Linked DNA regions of Sus scrofa: regions 2 and 3 are each linked to region 1. A link is a contact called in public Hi-C and HiChIP or PLAC-seq data. All regions are on one chromosome and are shown on one strand. The core of a region is the stretch at or near the end of the contact, and the rest is flanking DNA. Distances in the headings are between cores, read along the strand shown.

Evidence for each region. Hi-C and Micro-C count contacts between places; a contact is called where the count stands out from the background. HiChIP or PLAC-seq counts read pairs in DNA pulled down with a chosen protein or histone mark.
Region 2: a contact with region 1 is called in an H3K27ac HiChIP or PLAC-seq map of skeletal muscle, with 7 times the contacts expected there. The contact joins the promoter of LAMA4 here to the promoter of MARCKS in region 1. A contact is called at or near these places in 1 of 47 Hi-C or Micro-C datasets (embryonic fibroblasts) and 1 of 2 datasets of contacts at active chromatin or transcription factors (skeletal muscle).
Region 3: a contact with region 1 is called in a Hi-C map of embryonic fibroblasts, with 2.7 times the contacts expected there. The contact joins the enhancer-like site here to the promoter of MARCKS in region 1. A contact is called at or near these places in 1 of 5 promoter capture datasets (fetal skeletal muscle), 2 of 47 Hi-C or Micro-C datasets (embryonic fibroblasts and retroperitoneal adipose tissue) and 1 of 2 datasets of contacts at active chromatin or transcription factors (skeletal muscle).

What each region holds. Positions count from the first base shown.
Region 1 is chr1:79,787,935-79,792,353 of Sscrofa11.1, reverse strand. It overlaps MARCKS (myristoylated alanine-rich C-kinase substrate), which reads right to left and starts at 2,558. Exons shown (of 2, transcript XM_021091501.1): 1 at 2,029-2,558; 2 at 1-234. The coding sequence starts at 2,130.
Region 2 is chr1:78,222,081-78,226,499 of Sscrofa11.1, reverse strand. It overlaps LAMA4 (laminin subunit alpha-4), which reads left to right and starts at 1,936. Exons shown (of 41, transcript XM_013992761.2): 1 at 1,936-2,077; 2 at 2,376-2,726. The coding sequence starts at 2,532.
Region 3 is chr1:78,729,608-78,734,026 of Sscrofa11.1, reverse strand. No RefSeq gene overlaps it. Among named protein-coding and RNA genes, the nearest start is that of RFPL4B, 420 kb to the right of the region's middle. Within about 2 kb of position 2,511, at least 4 of the 83 cell types and tissues checked have an H3K27ac peak or open chromatin away from gene starts, as enhancers often do. A contact at or near this core is called in embryonic fibroblasts and fetal skeletal muscle, where this site is marked.

The sequences.
Region 1 (4,419 bases), core at 1,309-3,808:
GGCCTCGCCCTCCGCGGGGGCCTCTTTCTCCGCGGAGGTGGCCCCAGCTTCGGGGGCGGTGGCGGCCGCCTCATCTTTCTCGGCCCCGACAGGCGACGCCGCCCCGCTCCCGGCGGGTGCGGGCTCCTCCTTGTCAGCGGCCGGGGCGCTGCCGTTGGCCTGCAGCTCCTCCTTGGCGCCGGGCTCGGCGGCCGCAGGAGACGCGTCGCCGTTTACTTTCACGTGGCCATTCTCCTGCGGGCAGAGAAAGCGGGAGCGTCACTTGAAGTGGCCGGGGCGCCGTCATTACCGACCCCGCCCCTGGAGCTGGAGGGACCAGTGTTCTCACGGGCCTGACTAGCTTTGGAGGCCCTCTCCCTTACGGGGACGCGGGATCGGATGCCCAGACTAGGGTTCCTGGAGGAAGTAGGGGCAGTGCCATTTCAAGTGCCTAAAGGTACAGCGGGAACCTAGACGACTCAAAAAATGCCCAGAAGACTAAAAAGGGCCCGAGTCCAAAACGTGGAGAGCAACGGGTAAACCATTCCAGCATTCCTTCACGAGCTTTGGAATAAAGGAGCCATGTAATATGATACACCAAACGCCCTTTGGAAGAAGGCACAGAAGCCAGAGCTGGTGGTGATCTGCGCCTAGACTGCACATCCCTCTTTCCCTCTAAACTCTAAAGACAGCTTCAAAGCACCAAGAACTCCCAGGGGGCAGCCCAGCGTTTCTGCGAGAAGCGCCTAGGCTGCCCGCGCAAACGCCCTTCGCCCGCCTAAGGCCTGGGGTCGACAGGGGGCGCTGCGCCTCCACCGCTCAGAGCTAGGCGCAGGAGGGCGCCGAGGGGCGGGGCCGCCGGCCACCCCGCCCTGCCGGGTCGGGCCCTGCCCGCTGGCCGAGGCGCCCCCGAGCCGGGATCGCGCAGCCCAGAGTCCGCAAACAAAGCTCAGGTGGCATCCTGGTTGGGATACAAACAAGGCAGAGAGAAACCCATTATTTCGTAGGTCTTGCCTTTCTTCCACGCCCACCTTCGCCCGGGATTTTGCGAAGCCGTGGCGCGCCCCAGCTGTTCATTTTGCATTTTTAACGGGTTCAGAGCCTCTTGGCAGAGCTCGCCTTCCCCATTAGGTTAGGGCAAGCGAAGCAACACGGCCTCTGCTCTAGGAAAAGAGGCGTGGTGCGTGCCCGGTGTTTGTGAAGCAACCACCCTTGGCCGACCTCTCGCGCCCACCCAACCGTGGCCATCCGCCTAGGTTTGGGCAGCGCCGGGGCAGCCCCTGCAGTGGTCCAGGCGCCACGCACACCAATAGCCCTGACTGAAACACACGAATTGCCTCTTGTTGACCATCTGGACAGGTTCTTCAAGGACCCAGTCTTCCCATCCACTTAAAAGTCAGATGTGTGTGTAATTAGACAGCTACGAACAGGGATTTAGAACAGTAGGAAAGCCCATCAAAAGGTAGTGAAACCCTTCTGTTCACCTCCAGCCAGCCAACCGGCCAGTCACCTTTCCAAGAACCCAGGGCACGCCGCCTCGGCATACAATGAGACAGCCCTTCCCTCCTAGGCTTTCTCCACCGCCATCCCTATTGCGCCCCCCCACTTCCCTACCCACTTACACAACCACACCAGTTCAGATATCCTGAAGGCGACTCAGTCTCGACAACAAACACGAGACACCCAAACACCTTTGTGCCCACCCAACAGAAATGCAACCTGCCTGGGGGTGGGGGTGTGGGGTAGCACCTAGCTAGTCACGTTCTGCCAAGCTCCAAACACGCCATTTTAGACAATTTATCACTTCTTTCCTCCCGTCTACACGAGAATTCGCCAGGATTTTCTGGGAACCACCACTTTGGGGCAGGGGGAGACACCACCTATGAGAAATTTACAATTTAGGCTATCGCTTTCCATTCAACTTTCATATTGGAATCTGGCTCTCTCCTTTCCGCCTAATGCGCCTCAGGCACGACCAGGAAGGAAGGGGAAGCGTAGGGACTAGAGAAAGATACCAAAGAAATGACCAGAACCACAGGTAGAAATTACCTGCCCATTCGCTTTGGAAGGCGACGAGGCCACAGCCGCCTCCCCGGGCCTCTCCCCAGCGGCTTCTCCCTTCGAAGCGGTCTTGGAGAACTGGGCACCCATGCTGGCTTCTTCAACAAAGAAACTCAACAGATCCAAGGGGGGAACAAAGAGCTTCGGGTTGGTGTAACGACGGGGCGAGCAGCAGCAGCGGCAGCAGCGGCGGCGGCAGCGGCAGCAGCAGCACACACACACCGGAGGGAGGGGGGAGTGGGGGTGGTGAAGAGGACAGAACAGAGTCGATTAAATACACTCCGGATAAAAAAATTTTAGTCGAAGAGATCAAAAAGCAGCAGCGCAGGAGGGAGGGAAAAAGGGTGGAAAAGTCGAGCACAAAAAAAGGAGCCCAAGTGTAGTTTAAAAAAAAAAGAAGTAATAAAAAAAATCCCAGATTTGTAGCCGCACTGTAGACAAGAGGAAAATGGAGAAATCTCCCTGGTTGCTAATAAGATGCGGAGTCCAACGCCCAAGTGCACAGATGAATGGGCTCACGGGCGCTGACGCGGCCCCCGCGCACGCCGGCCAATCCGCGCGTTGCACACAAAGCAGGGGGCGGGGCCTGCGCTCGCCTCGAACAATGGAGCCGCGCTTTGCAAACGGTTTGAAAATCAGCCTCATACCGAGAATTAATGTCCTCCAAATAAATAAATCAATTAAAAAATACATGCCTCTCGCCTCCCTCGGCTTAAAAATAATAATGCATTACTTGATTGGTTTGCTTTGTTTGTAATTAATTAACGCGGGAGGGGGAGTACTTGTGGATGGGGGCGGAGAAAACGTTAACTTGACTTGCTTTGACTCTCCTCTGTCTGTATCTGCGTCTGTCTCCTTCCACCCTCTCCCCTCCCCCATCTTTCCGTGTGTTTATGTGTATGTGTGTCTATGCGAGTTTTTAAGACAATGGTTGGGGTTTGTGTGCAGCATGTTTTCTTTCTCTGTGTTCCATATTGACTTCACAGATACTCAACAGCATTTTTTTTTTAACGGTTGCAAATGCGAAATCGCCCGAAATTGAAAGGTATTTAAACCAAGAAGATCGAATTTCATCAAACGAGATCGCGAGTTAGAATTAGGTCTGTAGGCCAGATGTGGAAAATGCAAAAGCAGCAAGCAGCCGAAGCCACACTCCCTTCCCTATCCCACATTGGCATGAAATAAAATATTTCAAGATTGGCCTACGGCGCTCATCAACCTTCTCCCCCGCCCCAATCCAATTAATGATTCCCCCCTCCCCCCAACAAAATTAAGTGAGGGCCATGTACAAAAGATCGAAAAGGTTTACATTTTATCGCTGTGTGAAATGACAATTTTCTCTAGGGTGAAATGAGATCCTACAGCATAGAGTGTACGAATCTATATTTACAGTTAAGAGGCAATTCGCGTCGATATGAATTTTTTTCAGCCTACTGCCAGGATGGGATGGACTCTTTTTTTTCTGAACGTGCGTAAGTGTGCATGCAAGCCAGTGGGCTCCTGGAAGGCAGGGAGACAGCAGTGATGAAACTCTGAACAACCGGATTGACTATTACAGTTCTAAGGAGAAATTACACATTGAGAGATAGCAAGAAGAACCCTGAACGCTTCAAGCCTAACTTGAGTTAGAAAGGAAGCTTCTATTAAGGAACCCAGGGTACCTCCATCTGTAACCCTTGCCACCGAAGTATCAGAAGCTGTTTGTGCGTGAAAGACAGAGCACTGATTTAAAGAATAGAAGGTGAGAGGGTGGGGCTAAAAATCAAGGATACACACTTATAAGCATTCTCCTATCACCTACATTTCTGCTCCCAAAGTTTTCACTTGTGTCCAAATCAGGCTACCTTTAGTGATCCTGAAATGAATTATCTTCTGCTTATGGAGGTGAGAAGCAGTCGAAGTAATGGTTCATTTCTCCTGGTGCTGGCTCTGAATTCTAAAACAGTTTTATTTTTCAGCTCATTGTAGGGAAATGGGTCACACTGAGTGAAAAAGACGGTTAGTTCAAGCCAATAACTCTTTGTTCAACTATTGCTTTGAAAATCAAGCTGCATATCTTTTCATGAAGCCTCGTCTTCTCACTGTCCACTTATTCAGATGCATCATTCAATCATGAAGTCATATCCCCCAGAACTGATGTTAAGATGTTTCCGTAAAAGTGTATCTTGCCAAACGTGTTATCACCCTTAAGGGAGCCCGCTGGCCTGGCCCAAGACCCCAGTCGCCGCGTTGGATGCGAATCCCTTGTATTAGCGGAGTTCCAACTTGAAAAGCCAACTGGGCTGATCCAAAGCCACCATCCAGGCGATTCTCAGAAGACTTTTAGGCTGTTGATTACCGCCCCCGCCCCCCAAAAGTGAACCAAGTCCCTTCGTCTAC
Region 2 (4,419 bases), core at 687-3,186, 1.6 Mb after region 1:
ATTCCATATAAAACCCATGTTCCTGTGTGTTACGCTCTTTTGCTTCAAAAATAATAATAATGTCTGCAGAAAGAAGATGAGGGGAGTTAGAAGCATATTTTTAATCAAAAATTAAAAATTCATAGGTCTTGCATAAATGCACTCCTACCCCCACTGCTCAGGCCTCTTAAAGAATCTAAACTGGTGAGGAAAGATGAAAAGAGACTCTGGGTCAAACAAAAAGTGTAAGACTAATTGACAGTTAAAGAAGAATGGGACATAATCCTTCAGAAAACAAATGTGAATAGCTTTTGCATATTGATGAGGTCTATATCTGAAGTCAGAATATGATGTGTATATTATTATTATTATTATTATTATTATTATTACTACTAAGGTTTTTTTAAAAGCAAAAGTGGGACAGGACATTTAGCATCATTTCTTCCTCTTCGGAGGTTGGCCATCTTGTCTCCCAATATAAGTCTCTTGAAAAATTAACCAAACCCACACATACTTTTTTAAGTTCTTTTACTTAATTTAGTGGGTTAACCAGCTTATTTGGAAGATGATCATAATTGAGCTTAATGGTTCATTGTAACACTGTTTTTATATCTTAAAATGAAAACATTACAGATACTTTAGGATGTATGAAAACTTTTTGCTTCTTCCAGCTTGGCACTTTTGTATCATACCATCTTATTGTTGAAAATCATTGACCTGAGCATCAGATTTACCTGGGTTCTAGTAGCACTTTTACCACACACCCATTACCAAATATGTATAACAATACCTATCTCATAATAGTGAAAATGGAAATAAACAAGATAATTTATGAAAACTTTTTGGCACCTAGAAGGTACTCAAAAAAATGAGGGTGCCATCTCTTCTAACTCTGAATTTGTGACCTTTATTTTGTGAGTTTCCATGTGGAATAGACATGAAAGATAGTTTTGGAAGCAGTGAGGATCAGATTCAGCTTTCTACCAGCTTTTACTTGGGCAAATGCCCTAGTCTCTCAGAACCTCCCTTTCTTCTTCTATAAAAAGGAAATAATAATTCTATTTTTCAAAAATGCTGTGAGGACTACAAATAACACATAAAAAGTATCAGGCATATGGTAGGTGCAAAATAAATGGCTGCTTTGTTTATCCTTGGATAAAATGATTTTTGTCCTTTAAATAGAGCTAATGGATAGGTTTTATTAAAACTTTTTTTTTTTTTTTTTTTTTTTGTTTGATTGTAAGCAATTTCAAACACCCAGAAACTTAAGTGGCATTTTATGGTTATCTCATCTAGTCCTTTTGAAGCCATGTGTGCGTCTCCTGGGAAAGTTTAAGGCTCCTTATGAAGCTAATGACTGCAAAGGTACCTATCAACTGTAGTGGCCATTGACCCATCCATATGGGTACCCCTCATAATTGTAGCTCAACTTGGCTCCAAAGTCTTGGAAGGTTACATGACTTAGACACATGCAGTAGCATGAGATTACAGGCCAAGAGGAAGAGGTTGGGGCTGTGAGCAGTATATTTGACAGGCTCATACACTGCAAGCCTTGTTCCTGGCCCTTTACAAAGCACCTCTTTAGGACGAAAACAAGATGTTCTTTGTCAATAAAAGTTCATGCATTTCAGTAATGAAGTCATTTTCCAGTGCTGCAGTGAAACATATTCTTCTCCCAAGCCCTCTGGGTGAGGACTGTCGGGAGGAAGAGGGTGGCCAGCCAGTCTCCAGGGAAGGTAGGAGCACAAAGAGGGCAGCAGCCTGTCTCTAGAAAAGGAGAAACTTTGTACAAGAAAGTGGGTGCCCTCCCCCCCCTGCCATCTGGGAGCCTCCACCTCCCAGCTCCAGCCAGGAATCCCTTTTACACCCACTTTCCTGCAAACTAGCTGGGCCACATAAAAGATCTACATAAATACAGATAAGACATCCGGCACCTTGGCTAAACAAATAAGAGATGTGAGGAAGCAATCACAAAAGCTGAATATTCATCTGGGACCCTTGAGGGGCCCCAAACTGAAAGGGGAGGGGAGGTCGCGAGGAAAGCCCCGCCAGTAGTGTCAGAAAGGCCTGCTTGGAGGGGGAGGGCCTGGAAGTGAAGGTAAAAAGGGAGCGGTGAGAATGGGTGTGGGAAGGAAGCCAGGGCAGCGTAGCCCTCAGTCGGCCCTCAGTCAGTCAGGGACAGGAGGCGGCCGGCGGCGCTCTCAGGACTCGCCCCAACCCCACCCGCCTTTTGATGCTCAGCTTTAAGCTCCATCCATCTGTACATTCTTCAGCCAGAGCCTCTGGGGAGAGAGAGAGAGAGAAAGTGAGAGAAACAGAGGGGGAAGACAGAAAGAGGGAAGAGGGGGTGGGGACAGGCTCTGGCTTACTCTCTCACTCTCCCTTTTTCTACTAAGTTGCTCCGCGGGCTGACTTGAGTTCCCCCATCTGGATACTGCAGAGGCAGAGAAGGTAAAATAAGCAGGGAGGCACCGCCGCACTACGGGGAGGGACCGGCGAGGACCAACAGTGGCTGAGCCCCTGAAGGAGCCCTGTCGGATGTCAGCGGAGAGATGGCTTTGAGCTCAGCCTGGTGCGCAGTCCTGCCCCTGTGTCTCCTCTGGGGCGCCGCCTGCTCCCGCGCCGCGTCCGGGGACGACAGCGCTTTTCCTTTTGACATTGAAGGGAGTTCAGCGGTCGGCCGACTAGACCCGCCTGAAACCAGCGAGCCCCGCGTGGGTCCAGGAAGCCTGCCTCCTGCTACCCAGGTACAGTGTCCCTGCCATTGTCACCCTGCTGGGGCACCTGTGCCCGGTGCGCTGTATGTACCACACTTGTCTCTCTCTCTTCCCTCTTTCTTCCTTTCCCCATCCGCCTTGAGAATTTCACTGGAACCAGGTCACCTCAGAAACTTGAAATAAAAGTTTCACTTTGTAGGCTGGATTTGGACATAGTGAGTTGAGAGCTGAGGCCTTGGAAAGCATGTCCCTGTTCAAGCTGGCAAAGGACACGTGTCCTGATACTTTAAGTAAGCTAGACTCCTACCTGGAGCTGCAGTGGCACGTCTATGATTTTGTGCCACTTATATGTCTCAGGGAATCATGTTTGTCAAGCCACGCCACTTAAAGTGTGTGCCCTGGCACTAGCTTGCTGCTTCTCTGTGATGTTAGGACAGTGAGAACAATACTACAGGGCCAATCCTTTTGTCACAGATTAAACAGAAGGTCCTTGGAGGGTGAAAGCACTAAAGAAGCTGTTAGGACACTGCAGAGCAGATACCTTAAATAGACAGGAGCCATTATATTCCAGAAACAAGAAGTTGTGGTGAAAGTCAAGCCCCATCCCAAATGTAAAAATGCTGGGGATATGCTGTTAATAATATGCTTATTCAAAGAGCTGCTGTTTGAATCCCTTACAATGACATTTATGTTGAAAGCATAACCAAAGTGTAGAAATTGGGTAAAGGAGGATGAATCCAGAGTAAGTGATTTAAGGGTCCCCTGAGCCGAGATGGACCACAGCATGTCCAGTGCGTGGGAGATACTAAGGAGGAGGAAAATGAAGTCACCTAAGTTCATGGGAAAGGAAAGACCAGTTGACCTAACAACACACACACACACACACACACACACACACACAAAACCCTGTAGCTATGGTTACAGCAGCTATAGAACCAAAGCAGTTATGGGGTTATTGATACCCTTTCTCACAGCACTGAAGTCTAAATTATTGCTATTAATCTTACTAATTGTTAGTATAAGTGTAGTAATTAATTACTACAGATAAAATAAGATGGATGAAGATGGTCCTTCTCCAGGAGTGAGCCCTATGCATGCATGCCAGCAAATGAAGGGAGAATGGGTAGGGCCAGAGCATACCAACCTCCAGTGTGGTGTGAAATGTAATCCCCATGAGAAAGAGGGGCACACCTTCTGGTCAGCTTTGTCCCCAGACATGGGGAGAAGCCAGAAGCAGGAGACACTCTACACAATGGGAAGGCTTCGCTTCTCCACAGGCTTGGAGTTAACCCTTGCCCCCCACCCCCCACCCCCAGAAGCCTTATCTCCACCTGTTGCTTTGAACTTTGTGGAAAGTTCCAGAATGAAATGCTTGACTTAAGAGTAGGATTGCCAGATAGAATACAAGACACCCAATTAAATCTGAATTTCAGATAAACAACAAATAGATTTTTGGTTGTGTCTCAAATATGTCATGGAACGTGTTTATACTAAAAAATTACTCATTATTCATCTGAAATTCAATTTGTCTGGGCGTCCTGTATTTTTACCTGCTAATTCTACAGAGACAGGCACACATAACTTTTTGTAACTCTCATCCCACAAAAAGTAAGAAAAAATTATTTTTAGGGAATCTTACATTTATTACTGAGATTCTGAGCAATTTCTTATATGCTCATATGTTCAGTGAAATCATAGGAAGGCAGCATAGGAAAGTGTTTTA
Region 3 (4,419 bases), core at 1,262-3,761, 1.1 Mb after region 1:
GATCATGTTTAGCACATTTATTTAAATTATACATAGTATCCAACTTTATTACAAAAACAAATAGACAAGGTTTCCCTTTTTTTTATTTATATCATGTGACAAGAAAACAAACTAAAATTAAGACAAGGTAGAGAACTTGCCAATCAAACAGAAATTCTGGTACCTAAGCCTGAATAGAAACAACTGGTTTTAAAGAAGACTTAATATTGAAGGAAGAGAATAAATAAGTATATCTGTATATATAAATACATATGCATATTTTTATATATGCACATGTGTGCACGTATACCTATGTATATGAATATGGATTAGTATCAATCACTTATAAGTCTCTTTTAGTCTGGCCATATTATATAAACATAAGAGTTTTTATAGATGAAATAAAAATATGCTAGTAGTTACCATTCTGGTGCAGCGGAAATGAATCCTACTAGGAACCATGAGGTTGCAGTTTCAATCCCTGGCCTTGCTCAGTGGTTAAGGATCTGGCATTGCCATCAGCTGTAGTGTAAGTCACAGATGCAGCTTGAATCCTGTGTTGCTGTGGCTGTGGTGTAGGCTGGCAACTATAGCTCCGATTTGACCCCTAACCTAGGAACCTCCATATGCTGTGGGTATGGCCCTAAAAAAAAAAAAGCAAAGAAAAAAATAAATAAAATAAAAATAATAATATGCTAGAATCATGTGAATAATCTATACTTGCTTCCAAACAGTAATGCATTTTATCTTGAAATGCTAATAAACACTTAAGAATTCACATTCAGATTTATTCTATTTTTTTCAAAACTATATACAAAATAATAATTAAAGTCATCATTTATTGAGCGATAGCCATCACTATGTGTTTTACTAGGAATTTTCAATATACGGCCTCATTGTTTCTGAAAATAATTCATGAGGTAGGTATTATTATCTCCTTTTTAAAGGTAATTAAGAAAAAATCCTGAGAAATAGCAATGATTGGTAAATTGCAACAAAGATACAATGATTCTCACCTTAATGTTAAACTATTCTATGATTTAGCACCAAAATAGATACACATTTCTCAGGCAGAGTTATTTGAAAATCCCAAATTTATTGTCACTCTAACAGTTGACTATTGCTGACTATAATGAAAATATCCTTTTATTGCTCCTTCTTTTGCACTGTGTAATTGTACTGCATATGCCATTTTATTACATATAGCTCTGTTCTCTATTTTTCTGTACCAAATAAATGTCACACCTTTACATGTATGTGGGTTTCAAATCAACTGCCATGTATAATGATGTGTCCATGTGTATAAGCCTTGCCTCACCAAATAGAATTTAATTTCACTGTGGGCTGACTGTTAGCTGTATAGTGAACCCCCTAGCATCCAGGAAAATGCAGGATGCTATGGGCATTCAGGGCAATGAATATCCATTGAATACCCATTCATTGAATACCCATTGACTTGTAAGTTTATTTTTTAAGAATGTTATGAGAACAAACCCGACTAGTATCCATAAGAATGACAGTTCAATCCCTGGCCCCACTCATTGGGTTAAGGATCCAGCGATGCAGTGAGCTGCAGTGTAGGTCACAGATACACTCAGATCTGGTGTTGCTATGGGTACCGTGTAGGCCAGCAGCTACAGCTCCAATCTGACCCCTAGCCTTGGAGCTTCTGTGTGCTGTGGGTGTGGTTCTTAAAAAATAAGTAAAATATATTACCAGAGGTATATAATAGGTATGACCTACTGCTCAGTCTTTTGACATGAAAAGCTTAGTGACTCTGAAGTATGTTTACTTCATTAAAGTAATTTCACTCCCCTTCAGTGGTTAGATCCTCTTTCTGCTTGGAGGTTATTCAAGACTAATGATGGTAATATTTTTAACTTAATGTCCATTAGCTTACCAGACAGACTTCATGCAGATCGTAGAATTATGATCTAGGTACATTTCTTCTTCCTACTCTCTTCAACACAATTCTCTAGCCAAATGCCAATTTATACAGATAGAATATGGAAATAAAGAAACTATATAAAACATACCAAAAAATTCGCTTCTTAGCATCATTAAAAAGAACAAAAACTATCACTTTATAGTTGGAAAAATTCTATACATATTGAAAAGCAATTTATCACTAATAAGTTTTAAAAGTCATATAATGTTGGATTAGCTAAAGAGAACTAATACTTTTAATGAATATTAAAAGTATTGCCTGAATGAATATTCATTCAGGCATGCTCACATAAATACTATAGATATTATTGAAACAGGTTCTTTTGGCTGAGAGATCATCAGGCATACTTTTCTCAATTTGAGGAAAGTACAAAGTCAACAATGTTATTAGTGATGAATGTCAACTTCAAATGAATATGAAGTACATATGAAGTAAATTGTTTGAGTAAGAATAAGTTTCATTTTGGTATGGCTTTGAAATTTCAGAGATTTTCTGATGATGCAGAGGCTCTTTAAGACACAGCTGCCTTTTCTAGAACATTAAATGCTTGGACATGACCCGAAATAGTCCACATACCTGTAAACTGAGAACAGGATTCATCATACGCTAGGAATGCAGGAAAATGAAGCAGAGGGAAGGAAAACACATATGGCATTTCACATGGCAGATCATGAGGCTAAGTTGTTCTTTGTATTCAAACTGCAGATAAAAATCCAGAGCTTGTAAAATGAAAAAGGCCTTTTTGATTTTACAATAATAAAAGCCACCAAGGATTTCTCAAGCCTCTCCCAATTCTGATATATTGAATCAGTTCAAACAGAGAATGTGATTATTTAATTGTTTAGTCCTTGAGTCAAATTTCACTTCTGTGCAGCTCAAATTCTAAATAAGGAAGGGAAAAGGAAAGAAAAAGGGAAGAGCTAAATTTGAATTCAACAACCAGGATGCACTCTCAAAGAACTCACTGAAATGACCTACAATTTTATGGATTATTCATATACAAAAACAAGGCATTTATGCACAAATACACATAAATAAGTGCATATATAGAGTCTTTCCCTCTTTTTAATTAATTGGATGATGAATCTTAGGACTATTTGAACAATGGCTCTCAAGAAGTGGATTCAAGTGCAGAGTTAATGCCTCAACTTTGGACACTTACTTCAGTTGCTCACATATTTTTTCCCCTATTATCTGTTTAGGGGACTGGGTTATAGAGAGTTGAGTTTGGTAGAAATATGAACTTCAGATAAAGTTTACTACTGTACTACTTTATAGTAAATTGCCTATACAGTGTATCATTTTTTACTGTAAATTGCCTTCAGTGTATAAATTTCCATAACTGAAATACAAGCTTGCTAGTTTTGCCTTCCTACAAAATACCATTTATAAAATTTAACTGGACCTAATAATAATTTACCATATCTTCCTGGATATAATTAAATGTACAAGAGATAAAAAGCACTTCTCAAATAATTGAGTGATTATTTCACTTTTTAAAGTATTTTAGAAGAGAGATGTTGATAATTTATCCTTAAAGTGTGCTTGAAACATTTTGTTCTATTAAATGATAAGAAATTACCTATATGTCTTTCTTTCCCCCATTTTATGAATTAATTCAAATAGAAATTATATGAAATCTCAAAAGATTCCTTCAAATTTTAGCCTTGTACTTTTATGTTATAAACTACAATTCCTATTTTTTTAAAAAGCAATATAATTTTACATTTTGATCGTTACTCAATATGGAATTACATAATTTCTCTGGTGATCTATAAAAAGGAACATTCATTCTCTGCAGATTGATAAGGGATGAAACATTTTTTTCTACTGTAAAGTAGAATAAACCTCCATAATTCTCTTTCTCAAATATCTACTTACTAGGACTTTTGAATTCTACCCAATAATTTCCTCTCAAATTAACTTCCTTTCTAGATTTCTTGCATTTGTCTATTCATAGAACACTTTTCAGTGCCCCGAACCCCCTATTTCATGTGCTAGTCTATTCTCTAGGAGCACAAAGATTGAAACAAGTTATGGACCTCACCGCCAAAGAACTTCCAGCAACTGTGGGAGACATTCAAGAATTGGCAGTAAGCAATATAATTGAGAAAGAGTCCCTAGTAGAGGGTCCCACTTAACAAAATTTCTGGAGGCACCTGGCTTGCACCAAGAAAGTCAGGAAGTCTTTGAAGAAAAAGCGTTACTTGAACTGACTCTTTAATGACAAGTATGATTTGGGAGCGTTGACAAGATAGGTAAAGATGTTGAAGGTAAAGGAAACACTAGAAATGACTCAAAGGTACAGGGGAGCATACTTCACTCAGGAAATTGTAAGAATTTCTGTAAAGCTAGTTAAGAATTCTCTCTTAAAGTTGTAGCAAAAGAGTAAATGGAAATGTACAAAGAGGACAGATCATAAGGGTCCTTGTAAACATATCTAAAAAGCTTGGACTTTTGCCTGAATGCAGAAGGGAACTATTGAATGATTC